Linked DNA regions of Capsicum annuum: region 1 is linked to region 2. A link is a contact called in public Hi-C data. All regions are on one chromosome and are shown on one strand. Each heading gives the region's core, a stretch centred on a gene start, on an enhancer-like site or on the middle of the called end of the contact. The rest is flanking DNA. Distances are from core to core; before and after follow the strand shown. Region 1 overlaps LOC107838896 (protein NAR1). Region 2 has its middle 8.5 kb from the start of LOC124886891.

Region 1 (6,388 bases), core at 718-3,217, 88 kb before region 2:
CCATATAAGGAGACCAAGGACCCTTTAACGAACCGATGTGGGACTCCAACACCCCCGCACGCCCAAGGCTGGACATTTGGAGCGTGGACAATATAAGACGGGGGGCCCAACATAGGAAACAATGAACTGGGTGGGCCTGGCTCTGATACCATGATAAAGAAATGGACCTTGGGCCTAACTCAACCTCAAAAGCTAGCTCATGAGGGGAGGATTGTCCAAGTCCATATAAGCAGACCATTACCCATCCCTTTCCCGATGTGGGATACTTAACAGAACTAATTTGAATAGATTTGAACAACTGAAAAATTGGTAAATAATACAGTTTAGTCAACCCTTGTTTTTGCATATAATAGTGTGGATACATTGTTTATCAATAGTTATACATTAAATGGTATCGTTTTCCCTGCATGTAAACTTTCTGATCTTATGAAAATTGCTCCAAATGCTCTTTGTTAATGTTTCAGGTTGTGGTTGCTGATCCTTTTAACAATCCCATCATAGAAGGCCTATACAATGAGTGGCTTGAACATCCTGGTTCAGAGAAAGCAAAGAGGTACCTGCATACCGAATATCATCCTGTAGTGAAAAGTATCACTTCACAGTTGCACAACTGGTAGGAAATGCAAAATATCAGCTTTTTACTGATTGGTTAAGTTCCCAGTGTTTCCCGCTGGTGTTTTTATTCTGCAAGATCATCTGAAGAGGGTTTTGATGCTACACTGCATTGATCCAAAGTGCTCATGGTCTATGTTCATGTGGCCATGCTCCACAATTTTGAGAGTCCAATTTTGGTAGTGAACGTGTTCACCCCATTCTGTAAATAGATTGTGTTTGTACTTGTGTTGCAAATTACACAATAGTCTAGGGTGCAATGGCAACATTATTCCCCATCTGGATTGGAGGAGTTGTATTGTACGTCATATTACACAATCCCCCATCTTTATTTTTTTTGGCCACATAATTTGTATTCGGAGAAGAGAGGCAACTTTTATGCCAATAATTTGTATTCGTTAAAAGAGCGGCAACTTTTTATCCCAATAGTAAATATTACCAGAATCTTAGTGTAATTTGTTTTCATACACTGCCTTTCCTTGTTCTAGTTTATATCATCGCGAGCACATACATGTTCATTTCTTGTTTGGGCACTGCTGTTTGGTTAAATGTTTAGCTATACGGTATGAACTTTGTTTTGAGGTTTGCCCTACTCATTAAGAGGCAAGAGCACAAGCTCCCATATCAAATAGTTGCACTGGCCCATATCTTCTTGACATACAAAGTAATAGCCTGTTTGGCGAAAGCCTCTGGGAAGTCAAAAGTGTTTATTTTAGATTAGAAAGTTAAGGTGTTTTGCCAAAATTTTTGAAAAAAAATGTAGGTGCTTTGAAGCACTGGTGGTCCCTGCTTGATTTGGGTCACCTCCTTTTGTAAAGGAGATAAATTGCTGGACTTTGGAGTCAAGGTGCCGGTGCACTTCTTACCCCATTAAGGTCCAAAACACCCACCAGTCTTATGCCTCTTCATTTGGTCCAAAACACCATCACGCTCATCACCAATTCTCACTCTGAAGCTGAAAAAGAAGTCACAAAAAATCAGCCACCACTAGTGCAATTTCAATACCAATTTAGATCAAAGTTGGTGTTGATTCCCGAAGGAGCCTTTGATGATGACTTTGCTTGTTCAAACTTATTCCTCCTAGTTCTTTACCAATATGGCCAAATTTTTTCTGAGTCCTAAAAGGACTTTGACTTTGCCTACTCCCCACCCTCTGATATTGATTTGCGCTCCCTTGGCTAGATCTGCACCTGCATTTCCAATCTCTAGGAATTTTATTTGATACGCTTGTGTCTGCAACCGCAGATTCTTGAAATTAAAGATTTGATGAATATGTGATGAGGTGCTAGTGACTGATTTATTAATGAGGTAGTTATATCTGGTTTGCAAGTTCGGGTTTAGTAGATTGTTTATAGGTGAATAAATCAGTCTTCAGCGGCATCAGTTGCTTTTGTTTATTGGTGGCAGGGCTGCTATAGTTGTTGTAGTGGGCTTGGGCAAGGTTATATATGAGGTGAACAGCGGCAGGTTGATCAATATTTCCGGGATCGACTCGAAATTGATTTGTCTCATGTGTATACATGGTTAAATCCAACAACATGGAGATGTGTTCATGGAGAGGTCAATTGACAGAATCTTCAATGAGTTGAGCCTTCAGAAGTGGTTGCTCAATTTTATTTAATGCTTTGGCAGGTCACAATACATATTGGATTCTCGTTCAATTCTTGATTTATTCTCTTCTTAATAGATTTTGTTCTTTCCTCGTTGCTTACTTATAATCAGTTAGCTTTACAGTTTGTCAAACACATTGTGCTTGTACTAAGCTTTGATTAGGCCTTTTTTGTTCCTGCGCTTGAGTAACGCTTTTGTCTGACGAGTATTCTAAGTAATTTTTCCACCAAAAGTTTCATTTTGCGTCTGCACATTGTTGAAAAGCCATGGACGTTCTTCTACTTGGTTGCACTTTTGAACCTTCATGTCTCAGTTCATAGAGAATTTAGGTCGTCTTCTCTTATGATTTGCAAAACTGATACTCCAGTCTTATAGTGGTATGCTTGTAGTTGTCTTGTATATGATGTTATGTTTTGATCGTCCCGCTAAGTGTAATTTTGTCTTTGTACTTTTTAAGGAAGAAGTAATGAAGTATATCCAAAATTGAACCCGTTAATAAAAAATGGAAGAAAATCATGTTACGAACTCTAGGAAATAGGAAAAACTCTGTCCCATATTAATTGTCCACCTTATTATAAGAAGGTATCCCAAATTATTTGTCCATTTATCAAATCAAGATAAAATTAATTAAAATCTTATTTTATCTCCATAATTAATATTTTTAAAAGCCTAAATAAGTTTATAAGTACCATTTTTTCAAAGGAGTAGATAAAAGGTAAATCAGTAAAATTATGTTGTTATAAAATAAAAAACCAATATTAAAATAAATAACAAAGTATATAGAGAGGGAGAACTTCTTCTTATTACCTCATGTTTTTGTGGGTTACAAATACAAGGGAAAGGGTTTATATATAGGTCATATTTTTGGCAATAAGTCGTTAAACTTGGGGCCAAAGTTGTATTTACTTGGGAAAAGGACATGGTATGATCATTTTAAAAAAAATGGTCCACATTTGAAAAGGTGGACATGCTGTAATCAGTCGGCTAAAATAATTTTCCTTTTTATTGGGCACATGCAGTCTCTATAATCAATTAATACACTTTTATACCATATTAATACACTTTTATTTTATATTGATACACTTTTTTAAAAAGAGGAAGGAAATTCTATGCAAGGACATGCAGTTCCTAAACCCAATTGGTACTCTTTTATACCACATTAATACACTTTTATACTACATTGATACACTTTGATACCACATTGATACACTTTTATACCACATTGATACACTTTTATACTTGATTGATACACTTTTATATCATGTTGATACAGTATATATACCATATAAATACACCTTTTACAGAGAAAATTTGTGCAAGTATATACAACATTTATTAAACCCTGTACCCTTACTGTCCAAACATTCCATAGATGTGGCGCGCTACACACCGATGATGAAGATTCTACCTAACGCGGCTTGTCAGACTCCCTAGGACTCCTTAAAACCTTAGATTCTGATACCAAGTTTGTAACGACCCAAGATCACCTCCCGCGACGTCACACGGTGCTTAAGGCTATAAGTAGCCCCAAGCTAACCTTTTGAGCCTAACACTTCTCATAATAACTCATTCTAGAAAGAATATACAAAACACTGGCACTATCATATCAAATGAAAGGAAATACGAAGATAATACTCGGTCCAAACGACCACAAAACTAGAAATCTCAACACAACCATAATCTGATAACTAGTCTGACAATGCCTCAACTACTTCATGAATCGAGAGCCGTTGGGACAGGTTCCCACCTGACTCAAACTTAACTAAAAGTAATAGCATAAAAACTCGAATACTGAAATGTCCGAAGATAGGTCCTCGAACCATGAGGAATCACCATTGGGGAGATGTAGACAAAGGTACTCATAAATCACTGATGTGGCTGGGAATGAGCACCTGAACCTACATTATAAGACAATGTAGCACATAGACGTATATGTGGATCAGCACTTGGGAATGTACTGAGTATGTGGGGGTGTATGCATTTATGTAAAAACAGTATCAATACTCTTCAATCAAATAATGTATGCAATTAGGAATGACTCACATGACTTGAATAAGTAAAAATGTAAAGCTCATAAATCATGTAGATTGAAGCATGTAACACAAATCTCGTGAGTCATTATAATTTAGCTTTAAAAATCTGAAGTCTTCTCTTATTCTCATTACTCGAAGACTAAAGAAAGATTTAAACAATACTTTTAACTTATGCATATATCTCATGGAGAGTAAAACTTCTTTAATGCTCAAGAACTTATAACTCTTTTGAACTTAAACACTTGGAACTCGGAATCATGTAACTTTGGTTTAAACAACTGGTGATCAACTCGTGTTAGTACGAAAAACTACTTCCTTCTTTGGAAAATACTCAAAAGTAATTCTTTATTTTAGAAAAATATCTCATCTCAAAGCTTTAGGGGAAATATTCTATCTCAATGCGAGCTACATGGATTCCAACGTCTTGTCCTCCTAAGGAAGAAACCTCACGTTGGGGAGAGGCGTCATACTCTTGCCAAGGAGTATAACCTCAACTCAGTGATCACTTATCTCAGTCTTGAGCCCAATCATCTCGGCCTTAGGCCCAAAATCTCAAACCTACGGTGGCACATAGTTCTGGGGTAAGAAACCATGGTAACTTACCCAACTCGGTGCTAAATAATAATCCCTTTAGTTTATCTCACTCATCTCATGGAAATCCACTTTCAAAATAATCTCATGGTTCATAAGAACCCAACAATCAAATCTGTAATCTCATGTGGTAGAGTGGATTTCAAAACTTTATGACCATTAGGTCAAAATATTTCTCAATAATCTTAAAATACTCAAATCATGGGTGCTTATAGCACAATAGTTCATAAAATTGCAAGTCTCAAGTAAGGCTTAATGACCCATAATTCAATCTCAAGTTAAAACTCATCAAAATGCATATTAGATAGCATATAGATTCATAACTCATGTAGAAATCTGAAAATTTCAGCAATTTAGCTCATAATCTCAACATACTCATATACTTCAATAGCTCAAACATTTCAATTATTAACTTCTCAAGGATTAAAATCATGGGGTATATACCCAGCTGCAATTTCTCAAGAAAATATAAAAATCATACCATTAGACTGTCAATTCATGGGAAACATCAAAAACTTGCAAATAATAACAATGGGTGAAAAACCCTAATTCAATTTCATGTAAAATCTCATAAGTTGCAGAAAATTGTAGTTTAAATAAGCCTTTGGGCAAAAGGGTGAAAGGATTACCCATGTTCAAAATCCCACATACCTTAGATTATGAAATTGGATGAACAAACTTGCTTTAAGCTCTTCTTCTTACTATTGAGAGAGGGTTCTTGCAACCCTTAAATGTGGGAAACTTAAATCTCAACTCAATTTGTAGAATCCATGGTGAGTTCTTGGATTTCTTGGAGAAGGGTTTTAGATTTGATCTTAAAGGAGAAACCCCAGCTCTCTTGTATTTTGGATGATGAATGAATCCATTTGCTTCGTTTAGAATATATTTGGTTGATAAAAGAGTGGAAAATACCGAAAAGCCCTTTAAAAAATGAGCTAAAAATACTGAATGGGGTCTGTGACGGTCGGAGCGATGGTCCGTTGCAAGTCCAACGATCCATCGGGTCGTCCGTTGGATGATGACCAAAAAAGGGAAACACTGCCTCGATGCGATGGTCGGATAGACGGTCCATCGCAGTCTTGATGGTCCATCGAAATGTCCGTCATATGTTGGCCAGGATGAGACCATACTGCCTTAGTGGCGACGGTCTCAGCGAAGGTTCGTCGTCCTAGATATCGCACTTGGGCCAGTAAAGGGACTTTCTACCCTGGTAGCGATGGTCTAAGCGACGGTCCATCACAAACTCAATGGGCCATCAGATTGTCTATCGCACCTGGGCGGTCCTGATAACTCTCAGTAAAACAGCCATAACTTCTCACCCCGATGTCGAATTTGGATGAAATTGGTATCGTTGGAAAGCTAATTCAATTCTCTGTATGAAAAAAGTCAAATTTAAGAAAATTCTATATGGTTTTAACACTAATTACTTGGGAAGTCTCTTCTCAATCTTTTACGGTCAGAATTACACTTCACTTGACACGCTCTAAGGGTCGGACTATTAGGGAACTTTTCGGGGTCTTACAATATCTTTCCCTTGGAAA
Region 2 (5,493 bases), core at 2,578-5,077:
ATCAGATGCCATCAGCTTGTACAACTCTCGACGCATAACCCTTTTATTGGTGGTTATATTATAAGAAGTTTGATTTCTACTATTGTGCTTCTCTAACATTGTTGTAACTTCTGAGTAGTGAGAAGTTGTATGAGATATATTTAGTAAAAAAGTGCGATGATAGAACTTTAATCTATGTTACTCAGATTCTTCAAAAATGTCAGACTGGTGCGGTAATATTTTTGGAGAGACTTCAAGTTCACAAGATTATATTAAAGCTACAATATTTTATACAAAATTATGAAAACAATAAATAATGTGAATCAAAGAATAATAAATCAACTAAGAGATTAGAGATAAACAACGATAATTAAAACCAAGCAAAAGAATGGTACCTACCAAAGTTAAAGAGCGTCAGCACACAGAAGAGCACAATCAGAACGATATGGACAGAAACTTGTAAGAAAATGATTAAAACAAATAATTTAGCTAACACGGATTGGGTGCATAATTTCAATGGTTGTTGTTACTTAATGGTTCAATTTTTTTAATGAAATAAATTTACCACTACAATTATAAAAGCTTCTTTGAACTGTCTCAGAAAAATAAATTCTTCCACGTCTAAACTCAACTCCTCAATTCACCCTTTGTTTCTTGCAATTTTTTTCAACCCCACCTCATACCCATACCATTTAATCATCTTTCCTTCAGGTAAAGACATGGATTTGTGTAATTTCACTTCTATATGTTGTCAACATTGAGTGTTTTCATTAAAATTTTAATTTATTTTAATTTTTAGTTGATACCCAGGAAAGTAAAGAGTGTTGAGAAAGTGAAGAATATGAAAAATAGCACAATGACGGCTGTGTATCGGGCAAAATAATTCAAACCGTTAAGAGTTGTTGACTGAAGTTCGGGAAGAAGAATGAACAATATCTAATTCAGATTCGCCATAATTTCACAAACGCACAGAAATAAATCAAAAATCAGAACTTTATCTCCAATTCGAATTCTTCATAGATTTCACAAATCCACAAAATTAAACCTAAGAACAAAATTCTACACATCTGCTCAGACATAGTGTATTCCCACCTAGTGGGCTCTGGGGGGTAAGATGTACACAGTCCATACCTCTACCTCTAAACAAGTAACAAAAGATAGATAATGAACAAAAAATTTAAGAGGAGAAAAAAAATAAAGAAAGACCCTACCTTAATGATTGCAGAAGCTAAAAATGAAGATGAACACCGTTGAGAGAAAATACAGATGAAAAATAAGCATGAAAGCCAAGTATGTAATAGGCGGAATACAACAAACTAATATAATTAATGAAATGACTAAAATGCTCTCAGAGAATAAGAAAATGCCCTTGCACAGAGATGTCGACAGCTCTATTCTTTCTTGTTTTGCGGAAATTTAACTTTTAAGTGTCGTCAAATTAAGAAACTTTTGCTAGATACTTTAAACGATCCAAAACAGAAAAATCATTTAAAATTTGAAGATTCTGGGTAAGTGATTCTTAACAATATTTTAAGAAGATTTTAGGCACTTAAAACCTCCGCTAACTTACGATTATTCGAACTATTTGAAAATAATTTTTGACTAATTTAAAAAGATTGATATGTGGAAAAGTGATGGATTTTAGAAAAACGATTTGTGGTAAAAGTAAGTTCTGACGACTTAGTAGGGTTTTTTTAACTAAGTCTAAATAAATGAAAGACAAATAACCACATAAAAGGAAAAGGAGAGAAAATAAAAGATTTAGGTTATTAGGCCCAAATCAACGAAACATATCATAATCTAATTGGGCTTTCGATCCATTTTCATCTGTCCTAATTCTACATTTTTGAGCCTTTTTGGCTTAAAATTTGCTTCACCTGTATTAAATTTACAACTTTGGCTTCAAGACCCAAATGAATGAATAATAAAATAAAGAAATACCATAACAAATAAATAAATAAATACATGAGACAACAATAAGTAAATAAACAAGCAAATAAATGAAACTTTTAAGTCTCTTAGCCGCATCAAATATGGGCTTTAATCCCTTCTTGTTCTTTCATCTCCTTGCATCCATGTGTAATTCGACTTTAAACCCTCCTTTGGGCTTGACTCGAAAAATAGGCCTCATTGGCCATGATAGATATGCAAAAAGGGACGAGCCCATATAGGACTCAAATGATTTCCAGCAAAGAAAGAAAATAAAACACATTAAGATATATTCGGCAAAGGTAGGGAAAAAGGGAGAGTAAAGGGAATCAATGCATGCTCAGCCGAAGTAGGAAACTAGAATGGCTAATACATGATCAACCGGAGGAGGCAAGCAAATGTGAAGAAAATTTATACATATTAACTACATAAGCAAAGCAACAGAGATCCAAACAAATAGTCAAGGGACAGCCGGAAGTAGTAAGACACACATGTCAACTCGAACAACAGACATAATCAAGATATGAGAATTAAACTAATCATTAGGCGATCAACCGAATAAAAAAAATATAAAGGAAAACTGATAAGTAATCGACTAAAGAGAGAGACATAACATGGATCTTCAATAAATAAAAGTCGATTAACAAACAAGGAGATATGCTCGTAAGGGCAGAACATTAACACGAAAATTGGCCGCTATCGAAGCAATAAAGGAAACCAGAAAATGAATCAATTTCTAGACCGGAATTTTACAAAGATATTGGCATGCCTAAAGGGATATTATCAGAAACTTAAAAGGCTACCTTTTGAGAAAGAATCCTCTATATCAAAAACTGCATTCAAGAAGAAACCAGTAGGAACTACCAATGCACAGCCAAAACTTCAAGAATCAAGTAGTAAATATTGATGAACAACCAAACTTTCCTTTCTTGGACTCGAAATGCTATAGCCACCAAGTCAAGTGGTTGTGATAGCAAGGGCTTTGGTACTTAAGGCAACTACTATATTATAATCAAACCCGACAAAACAAGGGCAAGAATGCATTTAAAAATCCCAAACGTTCCAAAACAGGACCTTGGCAGTAGGCTCTCGAAAGATAGAGGTAGACCATAGTAATACTCTACTCCATCCTTCCGCCTTGCTTTCGAGAGCAAAATGAATATGACTTCATCTCTCTTTTCTTGATGATATTGACCAAGAAAAAGAAATCTCCGAGCAATCGTCGACCTTTCTTAAACACAAGAATTTATACTAAAGAAAAGTTATCTATTCCGTCTTCTCCCAGAATTCCCCACCCCTCTTTGCTCCTAAAACTAGCCTTTTTATAGAGAATAAGCTAGAGTTCCTTTTAGGGCTTCAAGCGGTGTGGGATCCGAGAATTTTGGGGGGTATATTTGGAATTCTCAAAGGGAAAATTTGAAATTTAAAAAGGGGGATGGGGATGAGTTGTAGAATCGTACGGACATCGTGCAAATTTGCAATGATTTTATGCTGAGCTATTGGAATTAGTACAAATTTTGAGAGAGAGAAGATGGTAAAGCAATTGAAACTCACCACATCACGGTTTCTAGAACCTCTGGGTTAAGACTCTCGTGCCTTGCACGTGACGAGAAACAAAGGCAAGGAGAAGCGAGTTTGATTTCTGGATCATTGAGGTGGTTGTTTGTACGTGGTTTCGGGTCATGGGTCATGGGTCACGGGTCAATGACGGGTCAGAGTTGATGATTCTTTTCGGCGTTGCTGGTTGTTGATGTTATTGCTGTTTTTTGAAGGTTGTTGAAGGTCGTGGGTTGTATACTGATATTGAAATGGTTGTGGTGTTTTGTCCTTGATGAAGAAGAGGATAGAATGTTGGGTCAGGTCAGTTTGGGAGATTGGGCTGAGGTAATTTAAAAGAAGGATTGGCTGGTTTGTTGTTTGTTGGAGTGGGCCTGGGTAGTGTATAATTGGAATGGGCTGCTGGGGAATTGTTTTGGGTATTGGGTAGAATAGGCTATTTATTATTGGGCAAAATTCTTATCCCCTTAATTATGAGTTTCACAGCATCAGTTTCATAATTACATAATTTAGTAAGTTATATTTTCTATTTTTGCAAACTGTTACTACAAAAATACAAATATATGTGATTTTTACTGCTCTTATGATCGATATATATTTTGTATTTTTACAAACTGTTGCTACAAAAATACAAATACATACAAATACATATGCTTCAAAATATAATTTAATAAAAATATTGTTATTTTTTGTAATTGAATACTTAAATATGCTACTTTATATATATTTTTCCTTTATTAAATAGTCAAAAAAGGAAAGCTTAGACAATTTTATTTAAACTTTGGCCTAATTAAAACTCAATCGACCAATTGCATTGCAATTATGGTCGGATTAATTTCAATGAAGGTCCAAATTTAAAAAATTGACTAAATTGAATCGAAATTCGATATGAATTAACACCTTGTTTAATCCCGAATTTCTTGATTTAATAAAATCAAACACATATTTATCCAAATGAATTATTTTTGTGAATCAATTATGTTTAAATCAAGATTTTAATCTTTGGAATTTATTTTCAAGATAAGCCCTGATTAAGATCTGAGATTTTGTAAAATAAATATCTAAGTAACAAAAATGATAAAATTTTGTATAATTGAATATGATAATATATAATCGTTACTTAAAATGACAGATCCACCCAAACAAATATTTTGAAAAGCTTTTTATTCGAAAAAAATAAAAATTGAAATTTTATTTTAAAATAGAAGAAACTCGAAATTAAACTTAATTATGGAGGACAAAAATTTGGTGTCAACATTTCTCACACTTATATAGTTCTACTATAGTAGAAATTTAAGACAATCCCATCAAAAATTACTCCATTATGATGCTAACATACGGTTTGGAGAGGATAAAATAAGAAGAAAAATTCTTGGAGGAAAATGCATGATTATTCTTGTTGACGAAAGTGAACAAACTGATTATAGAAAGTGAAAAAAAATTATCACGCTTTATTAAATTGTTACATGTATGATAAAGTCTTGATTGGAAGGAAACGAAAACATAGATCACGAGTAGATACATATCCAATATTTATTTTATTTTAAAATATTATTATCATGATAGAATTTCTGTTAAATTAAATCGGGTTAAAATCCTATTGTTTCCTCCTTATTTAGGGTTCTAAAATCAATGATGTATAGATCAAAATATAACATGATGGAAGTAAAGAATTTATATATTCCAACCAATTGAAACTCCTTTTAGTCATCGTTGTTACACCCTATTAAATATTTGTATTTTTCAAGATTTTTTATTTCTTTAATTCTGTTTAAAGACTTGAATGTCTATATAGAAATAAATATAAAATTTACAAAACTTTTAGTTTTGGAGGACTAATTTTTTATTTTAAAAAAAAAATTATTTAGCGTGGAACGAAATAACTTAAATAGGATGGAACTAATATAAAAGATTCATATAACCCCTATTTTATGTTTGAAGCAATAACAATGCTAACATATTTAGAGAAATTTCACAAGTGAGACTTTATTATAATAAAATATACATAAATCTTACCCCTTTTTAGAA

The links. A called contact is a pair of places that touch in the nucleus more often than the background predicts.
Region 1: a Hi-C map of bud shows a contact between it and region 2, with 2.3 times the contacts expected there. The contact joins two enhancer-like sites. A contact is called at or near these places in 2 of 5 Hi-C or Micro-C datasets (bud and placenta).

Annotation. Positions count from the first base shown.
Region 1 is chr8:90,934,985-90,941,372 of UCD10Xv1.1, reverse strand. It overlaps LOC107838896 (protein NAR1), which reads left to right. Exons shown (of 12, transcript XM_016682142.2): 11 at 465-553; 12 at 2,020-2,412. The coding sequence ends at 2,140. Among protein-coding and RNA genes, the nearest start is that of LOC107838896, 12 kb to the left of the region's middle. Within about 2 kb of position 1,967, at least 4 of the 5 cell types and tissues checked have an H3K27ac peak or open chromatin away from gene starts, as enhancers often do. A contact at or near this core is called in bud, where this site is marked.
Region 2 is chr8:90,849,900-90,855,392 of UCD10Xv1.1, reverse strand. No RefSeq gene overlaps it. Among protein-coding and RNA genes, the nearest start is that of LOC124886891, 8.5 kb to the left of the region's middle. Within about 2 kb of position 3,827, at least 5 of the 5 cell types and tissues checked have an H3K27ac peak or open chromatin away from gene starts, as enhancers often do. A contact at or near this core is called in bud, where this site is marked.